7 separate regions of the Mus musculus genome follow, and all the other regions are linked to region 6. Evidence: chromatin contacts called from public ChIA-PET, HiChIP or PLAC-seq and promoter capture Hi-C data. All regions are on one chromosome and are shown on one strand. Each heading gives the region's core, a stretch centred on a gene start, on an enhancer-like site or on the middle of the called end of the contact. The rest is flanking DNA. Distances are from core to core; before and after follow the strand shown. Region 1 has its middle 26 kb from the start of Tlx1. Region 2 has its middle 28 kb from the start of Lbx1. Region 3 holds the start of Sufu (SUFU negative regulator of hedgehog signaling). Region 4 holds the start of Kazald1 (Kazal-type serine peptidase inhibitor domain 1). Region 5 holds the start of Mfsd13a (major facilitator superfamily domain containing 13a). Region 6 holds the start of Oga (O-GlcNAcase). Region 7 holds the start of Trim8 (tripartite motif-containing 8).

Region 1 (3,532 bases), core at 582-3,081, 610 kb before region 6:
TCTGGTTGCCCCTCCCAATCATATTTTTGTGGATCTATTTCTTTATCTCCAACTAGCCCTTCATTTTTTTAACCACACATATACATTCTTCCGATTCTATATTTCTTCTGTTGATTTTGTACCTTAAAAGTGTTGGTATAGGATTGTCCTCCATCCTCTAGTAGAAGGCAGCAGGATTTGAGGACTCTTCATTTCTGTCTTCAGCACATTAGGAAAATGGGGTCCTAGAGTCAGTGAGGAAGACTCAGGAAAGACAGGCATGCAGTACTGGCACCTTTCCACAAGGGGGCGCTCTCCCACGCTGTCCATAGTATCATATTTCCAAAACCCCTGTTCAGAATCTGCCCTGAGGGGAACTGACAAATAGAACAGAAAACCTGAGAAGGGTACAGCATCGTAGGAGGGAGAATGTGATTTATATGAGGCCAGGACCTATCTAGAAGCTTAGAGAAAGCCAGTTCTTCCACGCCTCTCACCATCTCCCCCAAGGCCGCGCCGCTCCAGGAGGGTACCCTGTACTTTTGGTCTCTGTGTCCTCAGAATCTTCGTGAGTGAATGATCAAACACGTGTGCAAACAAGCGGAACACATGAGGACAAAGACGTACGAAGGTTGGATCCACATGCATGTGTGTGGAACAGTGCATGCAGAACTATTCATTTGGAATATTGCTAATGATTTCTAAGATGGGAGGCAGATTCCATCATTAGAAGAGCGGGAAACAAGTTACATTAGCTCTGTCGGGGCACTAGCGGGCAGCCATAATGAAAGGACTACTGGTTCTACACGCACTGCTGTGGAACTACTCAGGAGTTGCTGTCTGGTTTAGGATATGGTGCGGGACAGGGCAGGTGCTCTATGGAGAGGAGACACGTACATCCTCACGTGGATAGAAAATCTGTAAAGAAATACCCAGAAATAACAGCACTGGTCCTCCAGAGAGCAGGGGATGCTGTGTAGGGCTTTTTTTTTTTTTTTTTTTTTTTTTTTTTTGATAAAGGTGAGGGGGCCTAACCTACCATTGGTGGTGCCACCCCTGGGCATTTTGTCCTGGATTGTTTGAAAAAACTAAGTTGAGTGATTGATGGGAGGCCAGTCGGTAAGCAGACTTCTTCCTCTGTGGTCTCTGCTTCTGCTCCTGTCTCCAAGTCCCTTCCCTGAGTCCCTTCCCTGAGTCCCTTCCCTGAGTCCCTTCCCTGAGTCCCTGGCCTGAGTCCTCCCCCTCCCCCCAGACAGCTGTGAGATGTATGGTGAAATTAACCCCTTTCCTTCCCAAGTTACTTCTGGTCATGCTGTTAATCACACAACAGAAAGCAAACTATGACAGGTGACAAAGGCATAGAAGGCTCACTCGATACTCTTTTATACAAGGTCTGAGTTGTGTGAGAATACAACGAGGCTTGGGGAGACAGAAGTTATTAAGACTCCTTGTGTCTCAATTCCTTCACCTGCAAAACCAGGCAGTTAAGAATCTTCCCAGTGCCTTGGAAGTGTAAAAAAGGGGTGGAAGGCCTGGGGTTTTTCTGGGGCCGCCATCATCACTATCCCTTGGTGCAGATGACTAATGAGAGAACTTCCGACAGGGAGAGGCCAGGGTTACTTATGAAAACCCTATGAAAGGCAAAGTCCTGAGAGATAGAGACCAGCTGTGTGTTCCCTGACCCTGCTAAGTTTAGCATCATGGTCAATGGCCTCATGGGGTTCCCCGCTGAGTCATGTTATCCGCTGCCAGTCTGTGGCCACACCCAGAACCAACACTCTGTGGTTATATAACTTCCTAATGAGGAATTGTTGGTGTGAAGGAATACTGCAGAGTCATGTGGTGCTTTCCGGAGGGAAGCCTCCGTCACTTCCGGGTTTGTGGTCTTCAGAGACGTTCTCCCTAGGACAGTGACAATGTGGCTGCCTGGTCATTGGAGCTCTGAGGTCACTAAGGCTTCGATGAGGGTGTGTCCGGAACCCACCCTCCTCATCTTGTATCCATTTAAGTTTTCTTTATCCTGCCCCTCTCTCTTCCAGGGATGTTTATAAAGAAAGCAAGGTGCCTGAGAAAGTTATGATCCGTTGGTACAGACGATCGCATGGGATGGCCAGAGTCAAGAGAAGCGGTGTTACTGCACAAACATGGCTTCTGCCAGGTCTTGAGATTAGGGGCACCTGAGGGTCGGAGGAGGATGAAAGCATTGGTGGGGCCTTGTCTTCATCAGGCGATGGCAGAACGGCTGGTGAGAACGGTCAGGTATGGTGGCATACACCTTTAACCCTAGCACTCGGAAGGCAGAGGCGAGCAGATCTCTGTGAGTTCGAGGCCAGCCTAGTCTACAAAAAAAACGAGTCCAGGAGAGAAACCCAGTCTCGAAAAAACAAAACAAACAAAAAGAGCTTCCTAAGATTATGAGGACGCTCATGCTCAAGGCTGCCATCACTTTAACGAGCCACAAGAGGGCGCCCGTGCCCTGTCATCGGCGATTCCTGGGCTCTTCCCCACAGCTGCCAAACGCTTCTCCACTAGGGACTGATTATTTACACTCAAGGAAATCAGAGGGTGATGTAGAATCCGGGCAATTCCTGCTAAATTCAGTGTGTGTGCCAGAACAGACCGTACCTAACAGCCTGGCTATGGTGTTCTCTCTTACAGTCCGGATTTTTTTTTCTCTAAACTTACCACCTCAGAACAGCTCCAATTCCCCCGCACCGCTTATCTCTTTTATCTCTTCACTGTCCTCCACCCCCACCCCTCCCCGCGCGCACACTGGACCAAACATCCACAAGGCCTGTCTCCTAGAAAAACATCCTCTGCCAAGAGGGCTTCGCATCCATGAAGCTGGTGCCCAGCCGCGCCCCCAGCCACTCCCACACAGAAGGAAGGAGGAGTCTCCCACAAAGGTTTTTCTTGGGTTAGAGATGTGTGATGTATGGTCTCTGTCCACGCGGCTTTGGAGAGGATCTTAGGCAGACACGGTTTAGAACGAAGCCTGCTGGGGCTGGAGAGATGGCTCAGCCGGTTAAGATCACCGACTGCTCTTCCAGAGGTCTCAGGTTTGATTCCCAGCTCCCACTTGGCAGTTCACAACTGTCTGTAAGTCCCAGATCTGACACTCTCACACAGACATGCATGCACCAATTGGTAAAACACCAATGCACATAAAATTAAAGTAGATAAATTATAGAATGAGGCCTGCTGACCGGCTTCGGTCACATGCCTCCATCCAGGAAACAAGTGCCAAGAACTAGATTGTTATAAATGTTTGGAAAGACCAGGTGTTCCAGGAGGACATATTCCCAGGCTTTCCATGATTTTCTTCCCTTTACCATCAAAGACTCGCCTTGGAAGGTTTATGGATGCAAGTTGAGACTCTGAGATAAGAAAGGCAGTGCTGGGGGCTGGAGAGATGGCTCAGCGGTTAAGTGTAACTGCTCTTACAAAGGTCCTGAGTTCAAATCCCAGCAACCATATGGTGGCTCACAACCATCCGTAATGAGATCTGTCGCCCTCTTCTGGTGTGTCTGAAGACAGCTACAATGTACTTAGA
Region 2 (3,374 bases), core at 392-2,891, 570 kb before region 6:
GTATGACTTTCCTTCACTGCTGCCTCTCCAGAGTCCATACTTCAGGGCTCAGAGCTGGAAGTGTGTGGTCAGGTGCCCAACCTGACGCTTAGCGGTCGTGGGTTAGCGGTCGTGGGTTAGCGGTCGTGGGTTAGCGGTCGTGGGAGCTCTTCTGAACTCAAAAGGACGGTTTTCTCATTTTTAGAGAACATTCCTCCGTTTGTGGTGGGAAGTGAAGGGCAAGCCTGGTTGCCATGGTGCTGAGGTCAGGGGATAACATGTGAGGGTCCTGGGGATCCAACTCACCAGCCTGATTTTCTCACTTCTAAGGGTTTTAGAACAGCTACAGAAAGCAAAGCAATGCTTTGATTTTTGGTTTTATGGTTTTTTTTTTGTTTGTTTTTGTTTTTCTTTTCGAAGAGATTGAGGGAGATTTCAGCCAACCGGTGCAGGCCTTTATTTCCAGCACTTGGGAGGCAGAAGCAGGCAGATCTCTGAGTTCAAGCCAGCCTGGTCTACAAAGCATGTCTCAGGACAGTCAGGACGGTCTCACCCAGCATGGGCTCTGCCTTGGCTCCTTCTCTAGCACAGGCTGCAGGCCAGTGTTCTCCCCCCAACCCCCACTTCCTTCCTCCCTCGCCCTGGCCAACCGACCTCCAAACTCACCTTCTCAGAGGACATAACTTTTGTGACATTCTGGTGGCTTTCTGTCCCTGTCTTTTGAGATGCATCTCGAGATGATGTTCCCAGCTGCTCAGTGTCCTACCGTAGGGAGGGGGGGGGCACATGTGTGACGAGAGGGAGACTTCAGAGCAAAAACCCTAGTTTATGACTGCTGTGTTCCTGGCTCTGAGCCCCTAGAACAGCCTCCTACCCTGTGACTGGGAGTCTCTCCTGACCCGATTTCCTTTCCGTAGACACTCCTCTCTGGTTCTGCTTCTTGCAAGCCGCCGTTTCCCTCCTAACCCAGAGCTTATTTCCTTAATTAATGTATCTCACACTCCAAGAATGTCGGGGGTGGGGTCCCCGGGGCAGCGCCGGTCTTCCTTTCTGTTCTTCACCTACTACTGGAAAGCCCTCCCTCTCTGGCTTCAGGCCATCAGCTCGGCCCTGATAGTCCCTCAATGCTCACGTGTCTTCTTATCCACTTACCTCCTACCGGCTGTCCCTCGGCTCAGGATGGGGTTTGGGTTTCCCTTCCGCAGAGTAGGAAGATGTGGTGACCGTCTAAGCAGAGAAGCCTTGCGTTCCGCCTCTCCGCCCCATGACCCTGGTTGGCTGAAGTTGGCTTTTCTGTGCCTCTCTATCAGCATCTCCCCGACCCCCCAGGGTGACGAACTTACCCTTGTAGGCTAAACCCCCAGCCTCTGCTTTTCCTGACTGTCTTCGTGTTGAATCCTGCCTGCGGGAGACCCCTCCGGCTCCCCGACTGGGAGGTGTTCTATTACACAGCAAAGTGCGGTTTAAGTAGCTGTAAGGAAATGTGACAGAAAAGTCTGTCGGGGTTCAGTCAGACTTGCCAAAACTTGGTGTAACTTTTGGAAGTTGTCAGTGTGCCTCCTAAGGAAACCTGATCTGATGGAAGCCGGAGGAGTCGGGGACGGTCAGGTAAGAGGCCGGAAGCATTGTGGAGGAGGGGCAGACAGAGTTCAGCACCCACCCCCGCGTCATAGCCTAAGAAGACCCTGGGGGTTGGGAACCGGAGACTTCTTTCTCCGAGTGCTACCAGACAAAGGCAGACGAAGCAGTAGGATTCCTCCAAGTTTTACTCTGGGGGTCATGGGGCAGACCATGCTGGTGTGGGGTAGGCTTAGAAGTAAATTAAAGCTGGGCATGGTGGCGCACGCCTTTAATCCCAGCGCTCAGGAGGCAGAGGCAGGTGGATTTCTGAGTTCGAGGCCAGCCTGGTCTACAAAGTGAGTTCCAGGACAGCCAGGGCTATACAGAGAAACCCTGTCTCGAAAAACAACAACAACAACAAAACAAAACAAAAAGAAGTAAATTAAAATAAGACAAGATTCCCTCCCATGAGTCTTTTAGCCTGAGGTCAGGGACATCTAGACCCTGGAAGGAAAGGCCTTCCCTCTTAGAGACCAGAAGTTGGAAATTCCTGAAGAACAAAGACCAAAGCCTCTGCCAGGTGGGGCTCAGAATAGCTAACAAGTGTCCCAACAGAGAGCCTGACAGATAGTGACACCTTTAGTCACTCCACTCAGGAGGCAGAGGCAAGTGGATCTCTGTGAGTTCAAGGCCAGCCTAGATTGCAGAGTGAGTTTCAGGCCAGCCAGGACTACACAGAGTCACCCTGTCTCAGAAAAACAAAAACAAAAGAAACAAAAAGAGAACCTTAGCAGAGGCTAAAGATGTTCCTTGCTTGACTGGGAGAGTGCTGGCCTAGCTGTGTGAAGCCTGGACTCCCAGGTTCGGTGCCCAGCATTAATAAACTGCGTGTGTGGTGACGCGTATTTGTAAGCCCGACACTTGGAGGTATAGGTGGAAGGACCAGAATTTCAAGGTGTCTTCCTTGGCTACACAGCCAGCTTGAGATCAGCCTGGAAAACATTAGACCCTGCCTCAAACAAAACACTCAACAGGCTCAAACCGGAAGTGTCGAAACCGATCTTCCCAGGTTACACAGACTTTCTGAGAATCTCCCAGCTTCCGTCCTGGCCCAGTCAGGGCTCGGTCTGCCTTCCTTCCATGGGCAGTGTACCCGCCCGGGTGTGCCAGCCTTACCCAAGCCAGCCTCCAGCCCTGACATGATCTCTCTGGTCTCAGCAAGCCGAGCTACCCGAGGCTTCAATTAGGCGCCACTTCAAAAGCTTTCTGAAGCAGGTGAGAGATAATATGTAAACAAGAGCCTCCATGAGTCATTGGCCCTTCCTATCCACCCGGTGGCTCCTCTGCCAGTCTCTGAAGAACCAGCCTGGGTTGTCTCCCAGAGCAGATGCTATCCTGGGGCCAAGGCCTGTCCAGGCTCCTCTGCCACCACTACTGCCTGCATCTTCTTCAGCATACGCCCAATGTCAACCAAGCCCTGACTCACACGTGTAACTCTTAACCCTCCAGCCAACCTCAGGAGTCCGGCTGAGCTTATCTTAATCTGGCACACTTCTTCCCCAGCTCTTCCTGTACCTTCTAGAACCTCCACCTGTGCACAGACACACCACACACCACAGACACACACCACACACATACACACACATAGACACACATCCACTGCACACCACACACACTACAGATTCTGAGGCTTGAAATTTCTCACTGGGTAAAGAACTGACTGCCCAGGCGAGTCAATGGTGCTCAGATTCCCAGCGCCCATGTAAATGCCGAGTGGGTGCAGTGCTCTGCCCATGACCCCACACTCAGAAGGTGGAAATCAAGAACCTCTGAAG
Region 3 (3,345 bases), core at 182-2,681, 610 kb after region 6:
CTGCCTTCAAACTATGGATGTGAGGAGGACGCGGGCGGCGGCAGCTGAACCCGCCTGACAGGCCGAGCCAGTGACAAAGAGCTGGCGGCCTAGGCTGAAACCGCGGAAACAATCCTTCCTGGAGGAGAACACAGTCCCTTTAAAGATAGGAAAGATGCTACTCACGTTGTCGATCACAACAGGCTGGTTGGCGATCACATCGTAGGACTCCATGGCAGAGGAATCTTTCCCTCCGAGGAAGGAACTGCCAGCCCGGTCCGCAGCAAACGCCACTGACACGCATGCGCAGTCTAGTCGCCGGTACTGGGCATCCAGGGAGCCGCCCGACCTCGCCTCGGAGGAACTACAATCCCCAGCATTCTTTGCCCCAGGGCTTGCGCTCCAAACCGGGTCCCAGCCCGATCGGATTTAGGAGATTGGACAGTGTATTTCCTACACATGGTGGGGTCTGTAGTGTTTGTAGATTAAAGAGCCACAGTGTTGATGATTATCTTGCATGACTGGATTTGAGATCCCTTCGAAGGGGTTTCCAGTACACTCTTAAATTTTGGAGTCTGAAGTACTTGTGAGTAGTTGGGTTTGGATTTGTCAGTACTTCAGGGGCGGTTGAATTTTACAGAGTAGTTCTATCTCTCAGCCATTCCTTCACTTGGGCAATACAAACCATTAATAAACATCTGTCGCTCAGTGGTAGAATGCTTGCCCAACACATATCCCAGCAGCACCGGGAGTGGTGCTGGAAGCCTTTAATCCCACCTCTTTCGAGGCTAGTCTGGTTTACAGAGTTCCAGGACAGCGAGGGGCTATAGAGAAAAACCCTGTCCCGAAAAACAAAAAAATGAAACAAAAAGCAAAACAAGACAAAACCCATGAAGCAAAAGCCAATGGAGGTTATAAAAAAATACCTGTACGTTGGATGCCACAAAACCACGGGCCTAAAATATCATCTAAAGGTTTAGAAATTGTTTTATTATTTTTCTTGACCTTGATGGATGACAACATCCAGGCGAAGAGAAAGAATAGGTAAATTTTTTTTAAAACAGCCAGGCATTTTCCCCAGGCACATTTCGAGTTACCCTTTTTGTCAATAGTTCCAAGAAATATTAGAGTTGTAACATTAATAATAATGACATACTGTCTAATGAATTAGTTGTCAAGCTTATCTTAAAATTGTGTATTAGTAAAACAATATTAAGCGCTTCTTAGTAGTTGTGTAGAGCTTTCATAGGACCCTGGCGCCTCAAGGTACCAAGTCTCTGTTCTAAACTGGGTTCCTCCTAACACTAGGGGGAGGCCAAGATCCTTGGGACGCTCCCAACCCAGGGGCAGGGAGGCGGAGTCTATTGTCAAGTCACGCCTTCCCCACTTGTGACTGGCAAAGACACTAGCCAATAGGTGTCAGGAAAGGGCACGCTGACGCCCCGCCCCTTGGAGCTCCCCGCGGTCCCACAGCATCCTCTGGCCGACGTCTTGAAGGCTCCGGCTTGGGCGGACGGAGCCTCGTGCGCAGGCGCGGAGTTAGACCTCGCCGTAGCCCCCATCGCCTCGGGGAGTCTCATCCACAGTGGGTCCGCTGGCCCATAGGGGCGCTTTCCCTCCTCTACCCTCCCGGGTTCTCCGCGCGCCCTACGCGCCCCAATGGCGGAGCTGCGGCCTAGCGTCGCCCCCGGTCCCGCCGCGCCCCCGGCCTCTGGCCCTAGTGCCCCTCCGGCCTTTGCTTCACTCTTTCCCCCGGGACTGCACGCCATCTACGGAGAGTGTCGCCGCCTCTACCCTGACCAGCCGAACCCGCTCCAGGTTACCGCTATCGTCAAGTACTGGTATGCTCTGGGCCTCGGGAGGACGGGGTCCGGCCGGGAAAGCTTCGAACACCCGGGACGAAGTAATTTGCAGAAGGGGGAGGAAGAAAACGGTTTAAGTACTGGGGAACCAGGAGCTTCCTGGTGCTGTGGAAGGAGTTAGGACAGAAGTTGGGAATGGGGACAAAGGGTTAATGGATCCCTTGAGTAGTGAGGGGTTAACCCGGATTAGGACAACCGAGAACTGGGGGTGTATACAGAAGCGGAGGGGGGACTGTAAGAGCGAACTGTAAACGTGGAGAAAGGAGGGGGCGCCTGTGGTGGGTCATTAGTGGGCTTGGGGGAGCCAGGGGGCGGCTGGGGTGGGATGGGGGGGGGAGTGAGGCGGGGCCTGGAGAGCATTTGAGAGGGCTTTGGAGGGCACAAGACCGCGTAGTCTAGGGCGGTCCGGGAACCAGGACGCCCCTGTGGGTTAGGAGGGAGCAAGATGAGGGCATTGTGCCTTTGATGAGGGAAGAGTTGAGGAGAGGCCTTCTTTCAGTCTTCTTTCGGGACCTTCCCGAGCGCAGGAGCTTCTGTCATTCAGTGCGAAGCTGTTGCTCTTGAAGTTTGACAGAGCAGCTCTTCCAGATAAACTTTTTGCTTACTCTGCACAGTTCTCTTTCTCTCTGCAGAGCTTGCTTCTGGCTTTGCAGCTGCTTTAGCTTTAGGACGTTAGTTAAGAACAGGTTTCGGGAGAGCCAAGCATTAGCTCGGGATTGAAGGGGATCATAGCTCGCCACCAGGTGCGTGACAGAGACCTGAGTGGGCAGGAGGAATGAAGAAGCGCATTCTGTCTTGTCTTCGTGATTTCAGCCGAAGTTTAAAGATGCCCTGTAAAAGATCAGTTTCCAAATGGGCTGGCTGTCTTTGGGGGTAGAAATGGCACTTTCTCGTCTCCTATTCTTTTTTGCATCCTGTTTCTTCAGTCAGCCTTCAGACAAAACAGGTGTTATGAGACAAGTCCTTGTGGTCTTTCTGAACCAAAAATAGATTCAGAGGTGGCCACATTCAGGCAGGCAGTCGTTGTATTGTATGATCCTGAAAAGTTCCTTGCCTTGGGGTATTGGCAAATGGTGGTCCTGAAGTGAGGGATGCCTTTGCAGGTTACACACCCTTTAAAGCTGAATCTTTTTCCTATGTGGCATCCTCTTATTGCCTCTGGAGATGGGAGATGGGCTGTAGAGAGCTGAGGTTACCCCCCCCCCCCGTGTGTCACTGGGATAATAATGCAAAGGAAACTGACAGCCAGGAGGGTCTGGGGACCAGCCTGTCCGGGTAGCCAGGAGCCATGCTGGCAAGGCATCTGTGCAGGGCAGCCTAGTTCCTGGCTGACTAGTGTTTTGAAGATTGCTTCTGAGTGGGTAGTGGCTCTTGCTAACTTAATCACCCATTTCAATGGCACCTCTGTATTAGTTGTGATGAACTTGTCCCATGTCATGAGAAAAACGGGGCTGACCTTGCCATACTGTTTGCTCTGATCTTGTTTAAGTGTGAGGGAAAGTCC
Region 4 (3,547 bases), core at 85-2,584, 710 kb before region 6:
CAAGCCCTCCTCGCGCCTTTTCCAAAACATCCTGCAATTCTCGCTTCACTTCTGCTCCCAGGCCAACAGTTAACGCGTCCTCCAACCAAGGGATTGCCTAGCACCACCATCGGAATCTGCCTGCCCTCGTTCTTTCCTGGCTTAAAAGCCGCGGGCTTTTCCTTTTCTAGCTTGCCGTTGGGATTCTCGCGACAATCCCGAAACCTCGCGTGAAATTCGCTTCCCGTCTCCTCGGAGTTTGGGATTGCCTGTGTACAGCTCTCTTCTACCTTGTCGGAACCCCTCTGATCAGAGGCAGCGTCTCTGCTGACTGAACGCTCCTTTGAGGAGGGCTCGGCCAAAGTCAGAACTGCGCGGTGACTGCAGTGCTTCTTCCTCGCAGGGTAGAGCGGAGCCGCCGCAGGCCGCGGACGCACGCGCAGTCAGAACCTCTGACGCCTTCTGGGCGGGGCCTATATAAGCCCCACCCTTCCCTTGCCTAAAAGCCCGGTTTCCTTCTGCTCCTCCTCCTCCTAGGAGCTTGGATTGCGGTTTTTGGAAGCTGTTTGGGGGCCGGCGGGGGCGGGGCCTGCCATTCTCGGGGTGGTGGGCGGGCCTCCGGGGATGCTTTGCTTCCTGCCCCTAACCCAAAAGTGCCACCGTGGCGTTGGCGGAGGTCTCCAGACTGAACACTTTTGGCCCCGACATGCTCGAATTTTGCAACCTGTAATCCGGAGCCCAGAGACGCCCTATGGGGAGTCACCCGCCGGCCTTGCTGCGGCCGCTAGTCAGTTCCGACCTCTAATCACCAGGCTCCTCCGCGGGTTCAAGCACCTGCCCTATATTGGGAGGGAGGTAGCCAGATGTGGATGGCAGCTGGAAAAGCTTATAGTCTAGTCTGCGCCCCAGTGGAGAGACTGGGTGAACACAGCTGCAAACCGTGCCCAGAGGAAGCTGGCCCCGAGCCTGGCCTCCAGAAACGCCCATAGTGTTGAAGTCAATTTTACATTGAGTAAAATTTCTTAGCCTTTCCTTCTTTCTATATTGTAGCTGTTTGCCGCTCTCCAGACCTAAATCAGATGAGACAGGACCTGAGGCTCAGCCAACAGTTTGAGCTCCTCGGCCATTCCACCCCTATTCTCTTCTCATAGCCTTTGCTTTCCCAGTGGCGGCGTCTGGTTACGCGGCTCTGTACACTCATTGTGACTTTGGGCTAGGGTCGAAGTGAAAGGCCCAGGAGGGTCCTTGTGAGACTGGATAAAATTATCGGCCTCGGGGCCAGGGAAGAAGGCGGGTATTCGACATCTGGGGGCGGGGAGAAGAGGCGGAGGAGTTTCTCTTTGAATCTTAAGTCTGTGGGCTGCCAGCGATCCCCTGACAGAAGCAGGGGTGGCCTGCGGGTCTGGCTGGCCGTGCATGCGACTCTTCGTTCCCTACCGTTTTTTTTTTTTTTTTTTTTTTAGGTTGGAAATCCCAGCTGTTAAGGGCCTAGTCCAAGGCACTAGGTGAGTCGCTGGTATGTCCCCAGCACCATCACCCCAACCTGAAGTTTTTACATCAAGTGTAGTTTTATCTATCTCTGGGGCAAAGATGCATCAGAGTTGGGTGGTTTCTGGAGGTGATGCTGGTGTGTGTGTGCGCGCGCGCGTGCATATATGTATGCATGTGTGTGTGTGTATACGCGTATGTCTGTGTATGGGTGTGTGCATCCCTGCATGGGTGTTAGTGATCATTCCCCGATACACTCTCTCTTTATTCCCTAGTCCCCAAGACCAGCTTAATCAATTACCAACTGGCATAAACCCCTGGGAATCACCAGGCTTCTTTGTTAGGGCTTCTAGTTGGCTACAGGGTAGCAGAGGATAGAATCAAGCTTTTATACAGCCTTGACTTTATCTCTGACCTCCAGACCTGGCTTCCCTCTCCTGGCAGGGTGCCACCTACGCGCCGATGCCCCGAGTGTTCACAGGGCTTCCAGCTAACTATGCTGCACCTACCTTGGCGCTGTCCTTGCTACTACCATTATTGCTGGTGGTGTGGACCCAGCTACCCGTTAGCGCGAGGCCGTCCACAGGCCCCGATTACCTGCGGCGAGGCTGGCTGCGGCTGCTAGCCGAGGGCGAGGGTTGTGCTCCCTGCCGGCCAGAAGAGTGCGCTGCGCCGCGGGGATGCCTAGCAGGCCGGGTGCGGGATGCGTGCGGCTGCTGCTGGGAATGCGCAAACCTGGAGGGCCAGCTCTGCGATCTGGACCCCAGCGCTAACTTCTACGGGCGCTGCGGCGAGCAGCTCGAGTGCAGGCTGGACGCGGGCGGTGACCTGAGTCGAGGAGAGGTGCCGGAGCCGCTGTGTGTCTGCCGCTCGCAGCGCCCGCTCTGTGGTTCGGACGGCCGAACCTACGCGCAGATCTGTCGCCTGCAGGAGGCCGCCCGCGCTCGGCTGGACGCTAACCTCACTGTGGTGCATCCGGGGCCCTGCGAATCGGGTACGCAAGTCCAGGGCTTTTAGTACCAGGAACCCTGGCTCCCCAAAGGCACTACTCCCGGATCCCCGACAGCGTTGCTCTGTGGTCAGCAGAATGAATAGTTGAGGGAGACCATGAGCCTCAAAGGCTGCCAACTAAAAAGCAGGTTGAGATTTGTTGCCAGGTTTGAGGTGCCTAAGAGCTCTATCCAGGCAGGTCCTTGCAGGGACTGGCCTCCGAAGGAACAGGCACATAGCCAATAGCTGGGTCTGAACTGAAAGGACCCCCCTTCACCCAAAACTTTGCGTAGACTGCTGGAGCCCTGTGAGATGCATCCTGTTAACCCTGGCTCCCGCCTATCAGTTTTCTCACGCATTTAGGAATTAGAGAAGGGAAGATAGCTTCTTGCCTCTCTTGTCCCTCATCCTTTGGGTTGGGGTTGGGGATGTTCAAGCTTGTGGTTTTCGTTTGGCCACCCACACTTCCTCAGCTTTTACCTACTCTATAGTCTGGCTAGGCTGGAGTTGCAGTGGAAATAAATGCACTAGCAGGGGCGGGGGGGGGGGTCCCAACAGTTTTCTGCCGTGCAACAAGGAGGTTTCAGGTTCCCCTGCTGCGGTGTTTTTCCCACCTCCTCCCTCTCGGAGCCCAGATCCTGTCGTATTCTCACGACATTTGGAATGTGGCTGCTCTTCAAGCCTTTGGGAACTGGGCCTAGTTAGAAAAGGGGGAAGGAGGGAGGGAGGTGTTGGTTACACGACCCGCAGGAAAGGGGCCCTTGGGTAGAATGAGGGCAGCGGAGCAGTCCAGGACAGAGCATGTTTATCTAGCTAAGCTGTGGGTCTGTAGGCAACGTCTGTGTAATGGACACTGCTCTCTGTGCCTGTGCACCTCCGAACTTGGCTGTTGTGCCCTTGTGTGCATCCCCCCTACTTTTGTACGTCTCCTGGCTTGTGGCATATTTTGTTTGCAGATGCATGTTGCCCTTGGCATGCTTTGTGTCCCGCTCCCAACATATCCACATCAATTTGTAAATTGTGTCCTCCCCGAGCTGGATACAGCCTCCTGTTCTCAAGCCTCATATTTCCATCCCCCTGCCCCAGAGCC
Region 5 (3,642 bases), core at 936-3,435, 570 kb after region 6:
CTCTCTCTTCTTTCTTTCTTTCTTTCTTTCTTTCTTTCTTTCTTTCTTTCTTTTACACTGCCTTCAGCTCCCAAGTGCCTGGACTACAGATGGGCTTCGTCATGTTCAGCTCTAGTTCTCCCTGTATGCCTACAAAATCCCCATAAGCAATGGAGCAGTTTCAACAAAAAGAAGGTCCCTTGGCAGAAAAGTCAAAAGAGGCACTCCTTGCCTTATATCTCAGGGTAGGTGTTTTAGGGTTTTACTGCTGTGAACAGATACCATGACCAAGGCAACTCTTAAAAGGACATCATTTAATTGGGGCTGGGTTACAGGTTCAGAAGTTCATTCCATTATCACCAGGCAGGCATGGTGCAGGAGGAGCTGAGAGTTCTTCACCTTCATCTGAAGGCTGCTAGCAGAATATTGACTTCCAGGCAGCTAGGAAGAGGGTCTTACAGCCCACATCCATAGTGACACACCTGCTCCAACAGGGCCACACCTTCTAATAGTGCCACTCCCTGGGCCGAGCATATACAAACCAACACAGTAGGGAAACCAAACAGATAGCAGCGGGTCCTATTTGATTGCTTAGAAACTGGACTGAGCCATACAGACTTGATTTTAAAGGTCTAGTAAGTGTGGAAGAGGAAGGACTCCTCTGAGACTCCAGAGAAGTCTGGTCTAACCTGGTTGGGCATCTGGTTGTATGAAATTTGTTGAAGGCTGGGCACGGTGGTGCACATCTTTAATCCCAGCCCTTAGGAGGCAGAGGCATGAAGATCTCTGTGAGTTCAAGACCAATCTGGACTAGAAAATGAGTTCTAGGGCAGCTAGTGCTGTTAAAGAGAGAAACACTGTCTCGAAAAACAGAAACAATTCATTGACTGTTTCTCTGAACTTCAGGGTTTTTGCTTGGTTGGTTGTTTGGTTGGTTGGTTTTTGAGATGGGATTTCTCTGTATGCCCTACCTTTCCTGGGACTTGCTTTGTAGATCAGGCTGGCCTTGAAAGCAGAAATTCACCTGTCTCTGCCTTCCCAGTGCCAAGACTAAAGGTATGTGCAGCCGCCACCAGCACCCAGTGGTTATTTTCATCTGTAAGTGGAAATAATAGCATCTACTTCCCATGTATAATTTGAGGAAGAGGCATTTGGAACGGTGCACCTATCCTGCAAAGTACATAATAGTAGGTGGCTGAGCAGTTCTTTTATGTGTGTGTATCGCCAGCCCTGTTTTTGTTTTTAGTTTGAGATAGGGTTTAAAGTGCCCGGATTGCCCTTAATTCACTCTGTATTCAGCACAGGCTAGCCTTCTATGTAGCAAGAATTACAGACTATGCCTTTAACCTCGGCACTCAGAAGGTGGAAATTATCAGATCTTTGGGAGTTCGAGGCCAGCCTGGTCTACATAGTGAGTTCCAGAAGAGCTAGAGCCACATGGAGAAACCCTGTCTCGTAAAACAACACCACCACCACCACCACAACAACAACAACAACAACAACAACAACAACAACAACAACAGGAATTTCAGAAAGGCACAATCAGGCATTACTTCCTCTTCTAATTCTTGTTTTTTTTTTTTTTTTTTTTTTTTTTTTTAGGTTTTTCGAGACAGGGTTTCTTTGTGTAGCCCTGGCTGTCCTGGAACTCACTCTGTAGACAAGATGGCCTCCAACTCAGAAATCCGCCTGCCTCTGCCTCCCAAGTGCTAGGATTAAAGGCATGCGCCACCACGCCCGGCTTCGTCTTCTAATTCTTATTACTACCACTACAAAGAAGTCGGGCAGCATGGGTTGTGGGTTAATGGCCAAGTGCCTGTGTCTACCATCTCCTGCCCTGGCTCTCCATTCCTTTGATTCCTCATGCCCACAGCTCAAGCTGGACTTTGCACTCGCAGGCTCACAATCCAGCCGTAGGTAGTCTCTGCTAAATTCTCATCTTCTGAAATTAGGATCGGGGAAGAGAAGGGAGAGTCCCCAAGAGGAACTTGCTTTGAGCTGAAATGACAGTTTTCGTGGAGGTAAGAGAGAGGAGATAAGTACTTCAGGAATCCAGGCAACCTGCCCCTGTTGCCTGATGCCCGTTTTCTTTTGGGTCCCTAAGGGAAATAGCCCATTACAAACATGGCAGCGACAGCCTCAGGCGCGGTCACCTGCCCGAGCTGCTATCGGGAGAGCCGTGCGGAGCCAATAGCTGGGAAGGGGCGGAGGGAGAGACTGGGGAAGCCCAAGGCTGCTAGCGCGCAGGCGCACTGGCTGGCACCTGGCTCCCCCGCTGCCGCGGAATTAGGCATCGTCTGCCAGGATTGCGGTGAGCTGCTGGCCCACGGCCCAGGACCTCTCCGGTCCCGGAGGAGCGGGCCGGACCCCGGGGCTGATCTGATACAAAGGACCAGCCCGAGGGTGGGGCGGGAATGCGTTGCGCTGTTTGAGTCATTGGGACACTTTGCGCGGTTCCTTAAGGTGCCAGATTATGGATTGGAAAATTCTGGGGTCAGGAGGAATTGGGACCAAGGGGCAAGTGTAGAATCCCCGCTGAAGGTCTCTGTTGGGGTAAGAAAAGGGGATGCACCGTCCAGGTTGCTCCTTGAGGAATCTGAGTTCATGGATGCAATGGTTCAGGCCGGGATTCACTCATTGACCTAGTGGCCCTTAAACCTGGTAGCAGAGTAGAACCACTGGATAGTTTAAAAGATGCTGGGCATCACCTCCAGAGATCCCAATTTTAGAGGTCTGAGCGAGGTCCGAGCCTAGGTGTTCTAGAATAGCTAGCTCTTCAGGTAATGTGCAAACGAAATGAAAACCACTACACGTGTTTCTGAGTAGAAAGCTCCTGGGTTGATTCCCAGTTAATTCCTCAGAGACTTAGAAGTGGCCAGCGATTCTGAGGTGAGTCGGCTCTGACACTTTCGTGCCACCATAAAATCCTGTGAAGGACCGAGAAAGTCCCTCTGGCAATGGGTGAAAACTCCATTTTCCATCCGAGGAGGGTGAACCTGTTAACTCGCGGGAGAGAGTCGGGCTCCTTCAACAACTCTCCTGCGGGCTCCTTCATTCTGCGGAGACTGACCAGGGAGTGAAACAGCTAACAATCCAGTCAGCAGCTTGCTGAGAAAATGACACGCCTAGTATTTGCTTTGTTATTATGACTTGAAATTCCACCTGCTCATTCGATACTGGCAGGACAGGCAGCAAACAGATTTGCTTTTTCCACAGACGTGGGAACAAGTTTTGTGGCTACGTGAGGATAGCGTTCATCCTTGACCCAAGCACTGCTGATACATACAGTATTACTTAGTAGTTTTTCCCCTCTGTGGTCTCTACAGGCTCCCTCCTGAAGGGAGTGGGAACCGCCTACCCTCCTCCTCCTGATAGTCTTCCTTCCGGGCCCAGCCGGTTACTCCTTGGTTTCCTCCCTCAATTGTACTCTGTCACCAGAGGTTGCTGCGGTTGGCCAATCTTTCCTGTTGTTAATCTCCCAGAAACCTTGGAGAGTGGACTGCTAGGAGAAGGATCTTGAAGTATCTCCGAAGGGCTCCTCAAGAGAGAAATGCTTTTGTGTCTCCTACCCTCAGCGGGTGTCTTCCATCTTGATAGAAGCTTGGTGGAGGCTTACAAACTCCCTTTTTAGTCTGGCCCCTTTTACTACTACCTGGGTCACAT
Region 6 (3,394 bases), core at 628-3,127:
CAGACCTACGACCTCGGTCTTCCATGACAGTGGAAAAGCTGGAGCTCTCAACCAGGAGGCCAACCTAACTTTATCCCTTTTGGCTTGAGTATTAGTCTTTAAAATGTTTTGGTTTGTTTTTTTAAAAAAAACAAGATTTTATTTAATATACAAGTTCACGGTGGCTGTCTTCAGATACACCAGAAGAGGGCATCGAATCTCATTACAGATGGTCGTGAGCCACCATGGATGTGGTTGCTGGGAATTGAACTCAGGACCTCCGGAAGAGCTCTTAATCGCTGAGCCATCTCTTCAGTCCTGAGTACTAGTTTTTATATTCCCCAGTAATAATAATAATAATAATAGAGAAAGAAACTAGAAAACGTTGAGTTTGCCACTAAAAACAAAACAAAAATCAAACAAACAAAAAAATCCATAAGAAAACTCAAATTACGGAGTGCTTAGGGAAGAACTAAGCTTTCCTGAGCTCGGTATCCACCCATTCTATTTCAGAAATTGTAATTAAGATCTTCCGGCATCTTCCCTTACTATCAAAACGCCCTCGTCCTTTTCAACTGTAAATGAGAAGACAGAAATTAAGACTTTCACTGAATTCTAACTCCACATAACAGATGCTCTGAGATATGATATACTGGTATTTACACACACTCCCAAGTCAAAAAAACAGCAATTGTTAAAGGATGATACTTTTCTGGGCTACAAGTGAGTCTTAAGAGGTGAAGGAGGCTTACAGGCTAACAAAAATAAATAAATAAAAATAAAAACAAAACAATTTCCTAAGCCTGAAGGAATCTGTAATATAATAAGCTGACTGCGCTCCTTCACGGGTAAAAACGTGCCTGTGAGGGCTGATTTTTTTTCCCCTTACAAGGATAGGGGCGGGGGATGGGAGCGCTGCACAAATTTCAACTGAAAGCAGGCATCTCTGCGGACTAAGATCCCAAGGTACAAAGAAGTGAAGCCCACAGCCGGACCACAGGCTCCTTCCTTGCCACCGCCTCCTCCTCCGACAAATCTGTGTGGCTCTAAGCCAGAGGAGGGTGGGGTCAGGCTCCTCCATAGCCCGGAGTCGCCGAAGCCGTGACATAGCGGAGGGTAAAGAAGTGTGCCCACCGTCTGTCTCCTCCCCGTAACCCCGTGTGAGCAATGACGGACGCCTCCCGTCCTGGGGGCGGGGAACTGCGGGAAAAGTCACCAGCACGCCCCTCCCGGGGACGGAGGCTGAACACCTACGCGGGACTGGAAGGCCAACTCACCTTCCACGACACCGCACAGGAACCTGCGGGCCCCTCCGGCCGCCCCGACCACGGCCGCAGCCCCGGCTCCCGATGGGTTATCTTCTCCGGGGGCGGGAGCTACCGACTGCTCCAACGAAGCCCCCGAGGCGGCGGCAGGGTTGGCGTTGCGCTCGCTCTCCCGCTCCTCCAGCGCCGCCTGGCTCTCCTTCTGCACCATCCTCCTGCCGCCGGCCACCGCTCCCCTTCGGCCTCGGTCCGTTGGGCCAAAGGCCCGGAGCCCTGCAAAGGGGCCGCGGCTCCGAACGCGCGCCTCCGGGGCTCCTTCCCCTCCCCCTCCGCCCTTCCCCCTTCCTCTCGGCGGGGGCCCGGAGTGCCCGGATGAGAAGGGCGGCGGCACCGGCTCGAGCCCTTTGTCAGCCGCTGCCTCGCCCCGCGCTGGGAGCCGGGAGCCTAAGCGGAGGGCGAGGCAGCCGCCGCGTCTCCACGGAAGGAGGACCGAGGAGGCGCCTTCGCTCGTCCTCCACGCCCGCCGCCCTCCGGACAGCCCGGCGTCTCCGGCTCTCTTCCCCCACCGGAGTCCCTAAGCAGCTCCTGCCGCTGCCTCTGCCGCCCGCTTCCTGTTTATCCGCACTGCGCCTGCGCTACAGACCGGCTCAGACCGGTCCCCAGCCCGGCTCCCCCGCCTTTCCTTGGGATAAGCCCATTGCGCTTTATTTGCTAGGGGAGAAAAAGGACAAAGGGCGCCGTGAACACCGCGGAGGTGTGCGGCGGTGGGACGTACCATTTTGGCTCGCCACCCTCCGGGATGAGCGCCACACTCTGGGTCGGACCATTACCCCACCCGGAGGAGGGGAACATGGGAGAATGCGGCCGGCCGGGGAGTTTGGGAGGAAGGGGGGGGGGGGGGGCGGAAAGGAGGTGTTTACCCTCTCAATGCGCAGGCGCCGGGACGATACTTCTAGTTCTTAAAGTGGTAGGAGACACTGACCTACTTTGGAGATTGTTGTACCAGTTTGGCTCATCGGGGCTGCCTGACCCACGTCTGCTTCTGTGAAGACACCATGCCAAGGAGCTCAGCTCACGCCTCTGTCCTGACTCATTGTTTCTTCTATCCTGTCTTCGGAGTTAACCGTGTTTTAAATTGAGCAGTCAACTGTTTTATTGAGTTTGCCTCATCCTGGGCTGTTGGGACCATTATGACCTCATAATATGGTTAAAACCTGCTGTTACGTCTCTGCCTGATTGAGCCCTACGTTTGTTTTGGGAGAGGCTGTGGTATGAAATTCACCAGACTACGTATGGAGAAGAAAGACTGCATTCCAAGCACAGGGAAAACAAACGTCTAATAAAAGTAGAAGAGAGTGGAAGGCGAGTTTGTTATGGCGATGGAGAGTGTGCGGTGTGCGTAAGGGACATGACCCTTTTAGCCTTAGCATCAGCATTTCCAAGGAAACCCTGCCTCTAAGGGCTTGCCTCCTGTACTCTAAGGGCTTGCCTCAGAGTACACTTGACATTTTGGTTCCTTAAGGGATCTGCCAGCCAGGCGATGGTGGCGCACCTTTAATCCCAGCGCTTGGGAGGCAGAGGCAGGCGGATTTCTGAGTTCCAGGCCAGCCTGGTCTACAAAGTGAGTTCCAGGATAGCCAGGGCTATACAGAGAAACCCTGTCTCAAAAAGACTAAAAAAAAAAAAAAAAAAAAAAAATCTGCCCTGTTTGGGAACAAACCTCTCATGTTCAATGTTAAGAAAGTAGTCAAACTATTGCATATGCCAGAAAGATTTTGCTGAAGGAACCCTGTTATAGCTGTCTCTTGTATGAGGCTATGCCAGTGCCTGGCAAATACAGAAGTGGATGCTTACAGTCTATAAAATGGAACACAGGGCCCCCAATGGAGAAGCTAGAGAAAGCACCCAAGGAGCTGAAGGGGTCTGCAACCCTATAGGTGGAACAACAATATGAACTAACCAGTACCCCCAGAGCGCGTGTCTCTAGCTGCATATGTAGCAGAAGATGGCCTAGTCGGCCATCACTGGGAATAGAGGCCCCTTGGTATTGCAAACTTTATATGCCCCAGTACAGGGGAATGCCAGGGCCAAAAAGCAGGAGTGGGTGTGTAGGGGAGCAGGGCAGAGGGAGGGTATAGGGAACTTTCGGG
Region 7 (3,670 bases), core at 1,154-3,653, 720 kb after region 6:
TTGTTTTTGCCTTTAGATGAGAGCCCTGCTTCCCAGGATGCTCCTTCATGATTTTTGGTATGCATTCAGGTCTGGGTCAAATGTTACTTTTACTTAGAGCCTTTGCGTATGCCTCTTACTCTCAGAAATTATCCTATATTTAAAATTAAAAAAAAAAAAAAAAAAAAAAAACAACGTAGCTTTCCAGACAATTCCCCAGACCTAGAAAAATGCCTCTGATATAACAGGTCTTTGTTATACTGTATATTCATTGACTGACCAACAAACCCTAGATATTTCACAGTTCTTTAAGCGTCTTTTGAATAGGAAAAGGGATTGCTAGCAGGTAGTTTTAAGCTTCAGAGATGTAGGGGAAAGTATCTCAGAGATCCGGCTCCATGCTGAACCTTGGCAATTTCCTGCTCAATTTCTCTAGACATTTGAGCAGACTGATTGACAAACCCCTTCTTTCCTCTCAAGTAAAAAGAGCTATAGCTGAAGAGGCCCAGAAAAAAAAAATGGTCCCACAGCCTGGCAGCATTATTGCCGTTTTAAGGAGCTGGGCTAGAGCCCCTCCCTCATCACCCAATGTTTAATGTACCGAAGTTAGTGCAAGTCACGTGAGAGCACGAAGTTCGCCACGCCTCAAAGAGGAGGGGTCTCGCCTTAGGGACCAATAGCCTAAGCCGTTTCAGGAACAGCCCTAATTCCAGACAGGGGAAAGGGGCGGGGCCAAGAATCAAAGCATCTGTAACAGCACTTCCGGAAAGTACGCCCCTCCCCTCCCCCCTCCCCGTTTATTTCGCTCGTACCGGGTGGGCTGAGCCAGCGGGTGCTGATTAAAGGCGCCGCCTGCCGCTTTCTCCTCGCCTCCCCCCCCCAACGCCCGTCTCCCCGCCCCCTTTCCGAGTAGCGGGACCAGCCTTGATGTAGGGACACCCCTTCCCCCCTCCTCTTCTATCGCCCTTATCCGGGAGCCCCGAGCGCCGCAATCCTCCTGCCTTCTCCCGCCCCCATCTTGCCCTCTTCACTCTGCTTCGAACCCATTGTATGCGGGGCAGCTGCGAACCGGGGCCGGAGACAGTGTGCCCAGTGTGCCCCGTCAGTGGGTCCCGCGGGCCGAGGCTCTCCCCCACCCGTGCTGCTCCAGGCAGAGGCGAGAGAGGCCCTTCCTCGCTGCGCTGGTGGCGGGGACCGGCGGGCCGCACCCCCAACCCCAGCGTGAGCCCCTAGTGTCCCTTCTTAGAGGGAAGAAAGCGGAGAGACCTGAGACAGAAAAAAAGCAGCTTCTAACTGCCCGGCCCGCTGATCATTTTTATTATCGAGATTATTATTAAAAGGGGGCGGGACCCCAGGATGCGGAGAAGGGGGCCAGAGACGCAGCTATTTCTATTAAACAGATTATTCTTGAAATAATACACGCAAGATGGCTGAAGGTGGCTGTGATGAGTGTTCGGGCTGGGGGGTGGTTTCTTCCTCTCCCCCCTTTTTTTTTCTTTTTTCTTTCTTTTTTTTTTCTTTTTTTTTTTTTTTTTTTTTGATCTAAGGATAAAGCTCTGAAGCGACAGCCGCAGCGGAGACCCTGCCCGGAGTGCCCGCCCTCCCCTCACTTGAGAAGCTGCGGGAGGACAAACGGACCCACGGACAGAGCGACGGGCGCGGGCCCGCCCCGGACGCGTCTCCCGGGCAGCGCTGGGGGCAGCAGGCGCTCGTCGTTCTGCCGACTTCTTCCAATTTTAATCTTTTTAAAAGATTTTTTTTTTTTTTTTGGAAAGGATCGGGATGGGTGGAGCAGAGGTAGAGAGAAATCAAGACTTGGCATTTTTCTCCTTCTCTCTCTCCTAATTTGTTGGAGACCACCAGCCCTCCCCTTGGAGGAAAAAAAAAATCCCACCAAAGGGAGGGTGGAAAAGCGAGCTACAGGACCCTCAAGCGCGCGCCCGGACCCCCAGTCCCCACCGCGGCCGCTGGGAGCTCAAGATGGCTGGGCGCTGAGGACGCACCCGGCCCGGCTGGCTCGGCCTGGCCCCGCCGCCGCCGCCGCAGGCTGGCTCCGACCGCAGCCCGGAGCCTTCCAGGCCGGAGCAGAGGCCGAGAAGAAAAGAAAGTGGGGGGGAGGGGTGGGGTGGGGGGGCGAAGGGGGAGGGCCGGGCGGGGGGAGGGGAGGGCCGGGAGCCGAGCCTCCTGTTCATTAGCAGTTGAGAAAAATTCCTTTCTAGTTTGATCAATCCTTGTTTTCCTCAGCGCAGGCGAGGCGCCCGCCCAGTGCGGGGACAGGGAGTGGGGTCTCTCCGCGGCGGGGGCGCCCTGCGCGGGGCCTCCAGGGAGCGCAGAAGTAGCGACGAGGGGGTCAGGCCGGAGCACCTCCCGGGCTTCTCCCTCCCTCCCTCCCTCCCTCCCTCCCTCCCTCCCTCTCTGGTTGCCTTTTTTTTTTTTTTTTTTTTTCCACTTCTCTCCCTCCCCCTTCCGTTTCTATTTGTGAAGGGAGGAGGAAGGCAGAGGCGGGCTGGTGTCTCTGGCCGGGGACTGGAATTTCATCTGAATGACTGCCCCAGCGCGCACGCAGCGCCCCGGAGTCGGCCCGCCCGCGCCCTGCCACCCGCAGCCGGCCGGCCAGCTGGGGGACGCCTGCGCCACGGCCCGGGGACCGCTGGCGCGCCTTGCTCGCCGGCTCCGGCTCTAGCCAGCCTCGGCGCGGCCGAACTAGCTTCCCGTGCCCCCTCGGACCTCGGCCGGGATCCAGGCGAGGAAGGCGCGGCTCGCACCAGCCAGAAGGTAGCCACTGTCGCCGCCAAAGGAAGAGTGCGGCTCCCCCGCTCGGTGCGCCGCGGGGCGCGCCCCGATGTCAGCCGCGGGGCCGAGCGCAGGCCGTGGGCCGCCGCTGCCCTAGCCGCGCTGCCCCGGAGGCGGCCTGTTATATGGAATTTGGACCACAGCGCTCTCCTCCAGGGCTGGTGCCCGGGCCGCGGCCCTGGCGCAGCCCGCCGCCTCCCGCTAGCCACTCGCCAGGAGGAGGAGACGCAGCCGGCGGCGCGCGCGGCGCGAGGACCCAGGCTCCCTCCTCTGGGGGGCGGGCACGCGGAAGGCGCTGGTGACTGAGCGACTGGCGCGGCCGGCGGGGACCGGAGCTCCGGGCTCGGTGGGTCCCCAGCTGTACCAGACGGATCCCCAGGGTTGGGGACTTAGAGAGGTCTACCCGGGCCCCCTGCCCGCAGCCGCCATGGCGGAGAATTGGAAGAACTGCTTTGAGGAGGAGCTCATCTGCCCCATCTGCCTGCACGTTTTCGTGGAACCGGTGCAGCTGCCATGCAAACATAACTTCTGCCGGGGCTGCATCGGCGAGGCTTGGGCCAAGGACAGTGGCCTTGTGCGCTGCCCGGAGTGCAACCAGGCCTACAATCAGAAGCCGGGCCTGGAGAAGAACCTGAAGCTCACCAACATCGTGGAGAAGTTCAACGCCCTGCACGTGGAGAAGCCGCCGACGGCACTGCACTGCGTGTTCTGTCGCCGCGGCCCCCCGCTGCCGGCACAGAAGGTCTGCCTGCGCTGCGAGGCTCCCTGCTGCCAGTCTCACGTGCAGACGCACCTGCAGCAGCCCTCCACCGCCCGCGGGCACCTCCTGGTGGAGGCGGACGACGTGCGGGCCTGGAGCTGCCCGCAGCACAACGCCTACCGCCTGTACCACTGCGAG

Evidence for each region. Promoter capture Hi-C pulls out the DNA fragments that hold promoters and counts their contacts. ChIA-PET counts read pairs in DNA pulled down with a chosen protein or histone mark. HiChIP or PLAC-seq counts read pairs in DNA pulled down with a chosen protein or histone mark.
Region 1: a contact with region 6 is called in an H3K4me3 HiChIP or PLAC-seq map of bone marrow-derived macrophages, with 5 times the contacts expected there. The contact joins the enhancer-like site here to the promoter of Oga in region 6. A contact is called at or near these places in 1 of 39 promoter capture datasets (pre-B cells), 1 of 15 datasets of contacts at CTCF or cohesin (the NIH/3T3 cell line), 3 of 115 datasets of contacts at active chromatin or transcription factors (bone marrow-derived macrophages, large pre-B cells and neural tube) and 2 of 9 other capture datasets (embryonic stem cells and macrophages).
Region 2: a contact with region 6 is called in an H3K27ac HiChIP or PLAC-seq map of embryonic stem cells, with 7 times the contacts expected there. The contact joins the enhancer-like site here to the promoter of Oga in region 6. A contact is called at or near these places in 2 of 39 promoter capture datasets (the C10 cell line and hippocampal neurons), 7 of 115 datasets of contacts at active chromatin or transcription factors (acute myeloid leukemia, embryonic basal ganglia, embryonic stem cells and 4 more) and 2 of 9 other capture datasets (embryonic stem cells and pancreatic islet).
Region 3: a contact with region 6 is called in an RNA polymerase II ChIA-PET map of memory CD8 T cells, with 44 read pairs. The contact joins the promoter of Sufu here to the promoter of Oga in region 6. A contact is called at or near these places in 4 of 39 promoter capture datasets (the C10 cell line, liver and stem cell-derived epiblast-like cells), 1 of 484 Hi-C or Micro-C datasets (embryonic stem cells), 4 of 115 datasets of contacts at active chromatin or transcription factors (cardiomyocytes, memory CD8 T cells, pancreatic cancer cells and 1 more) and 2 of 9 other capture datasets (liver and pancreatic islet).
Region 4: a promoter capture Hi-C map of pre-B cells shows a contact between it and region 6, with 4 times the contacts expected there. The contact joins the promoter of Kazald1 here to the promoter of Oga in region 6. A contact is called at or near these places in 15 of 39 promoter capture datasets (the 3T3-L1 cell line, 3T3-L1-derived adipocytes, the C10 cell line and 10 more), 3 of 484 Hi-C or Micro-C datasets (the G1E-ER4 cell line, embryonic fibroblasts and embryonic stem cells), 9 of 115 datasets of contacts at active chromatin or transcription factors (astrocytes, cardiomyocytes, effector CD8 T cells and 5 more) and 2 of 9 other capture datasets (adipose tissue and embryonic stem cells).
Region 5: a promoter capture Hi-C map of liver shows a contact between it and region 6, with 2.9 times the contacts expected there. The contact joins the promoter of Mfsd13a here to the promoter of Oga in region 6. A contact is called at or near these places in 8 of 39 promoter capture datasets (3T3-L1-derived adipocytes, embryonic stem cells, hippocampal neurons and 4 more), 1 of 484 Hi-C or Micro-C datasets (embryonic stem cells) and 2 of 115 datasets of contacts at active chromatin or transcription factors (microglia and pancreatic cancer cells).
Region 7: a contact with region 6 is called in an RNA polymerase II ChIA-PET map of memory CD8 T cells, with 126 read pairs. The contact joins the promoter of Trim8 here to the promoter of Oga in region 6. A contact is called at or near these places in 2 of 39 promoter capture datasets (liver and stem cell-derived epiblast-like cells), 2 of 484 Hi-C or Micro-C datasets (both in embryonic stem cells) and 2 of 115 datasets of contacts at active chromatin or transcription factors (embryonic stem cells and memory CD8 T cells).

What each region holds. Positions count from the first base shown.
Region 1 is chr19:45,174,685-45,178,216 of GRCm38.p6, forward strand. No RefSeq gene overlaps it. Among named protein-coding and RNA genes, the nearest start is that of Tlx1, 26 kb to the left of the region's middle. Within about 2 kb of position 1,832, at least 92 of the 459 cell types and tissues checked have an H3K27ac peak or open chromatin away from gene starts, as enhancers often do. A contact at or near this core is called in bone marrow-derived macrophages and macrophages, where this site is marked.
Region 2 is chr19:45,207,265-45,210,638 of GRCm38.p6, forward strand. No RefSeq gene overlaps it. Among named protein-coding and RNA genes, the nearest start is that of Lbx1, 28 kb to the right of the region's middle. Within about 2 kb of position 1,642, at least 73 of the 459 cell types and tissues checked have an H3K27ac peak or open chromatin away from gene starts, as enhancers often do. A contact at or near this core is called in acute myeloid leukemia and embryonic stem cells, where this site is marked.
Region 3 is chr19:46,395,465-46,398,809 of GRCm38.p6, forward strand. Sufu (SUFU negative regulator of hedgehog signaling) reads left to right here and starts at 1,432. Exons shown (of 12, transcript NM_001025391.2): 1 at 1,432-1,820. The coding sequence starts at 1,639. It overlaps Actr1a (ARP1 actin-related protein 1A, centractin alpha), which reads right to left and starts at 277. Exons shown (of 11, transcript NM_016860.2): 1 at 166-277. The coding sequence starts at 213.
Region 4 is chr19:45,074,753-45,078,299 of GRCm38.p6, forward strand. It overlaps Kazald1 (Kazal-type serine peptidase inhibitor domain 1), which reads left to right and starts at 1,335. Exons shown (of 5, transcript NM_178929.5): 1 at 1,335-1,484; 2 at 1,912-2,461; 3 at 3,544-3,547. The coding sequence starts at 1,930. Gm35782 (a long non-coding RNA gene) reads right to left here and starts at 357. Exons shown (of 4, transcript XR_877888.1): 1 at 270-357.
Region 5 is chr19:46,354,695-46,358,336 of GRCm38.p6, forward strand. Mfsd13a (major facilitator superfamily domain containing 13a) reads left to right here and starts at 2,186. Exons shown (of 9, transcript NM_029186.2): 1 at 2,186-2,290.
Region 6 is chr19:45,781,676-45,785,069 of GRCm38.p6, forward strand. Oga (O-GlcNAcase) reads right to left here and starts at 1,878. Exons shown (of 16, transcript NM_023799.4): 1 at 1,257-1,878. The coding sequence starts at 1,455.
Region 7 is chr19:46,499,245-46,502,914 of GRCm38.p6, forward strand. It overlaps Trim8 (tripartite motif-containing 8), which reads left to right and starts at 2,404. Exons shown (of 6, transcript NM_053100.2): 1 at 2,404-3,670. The coding sequence starts at 3,200.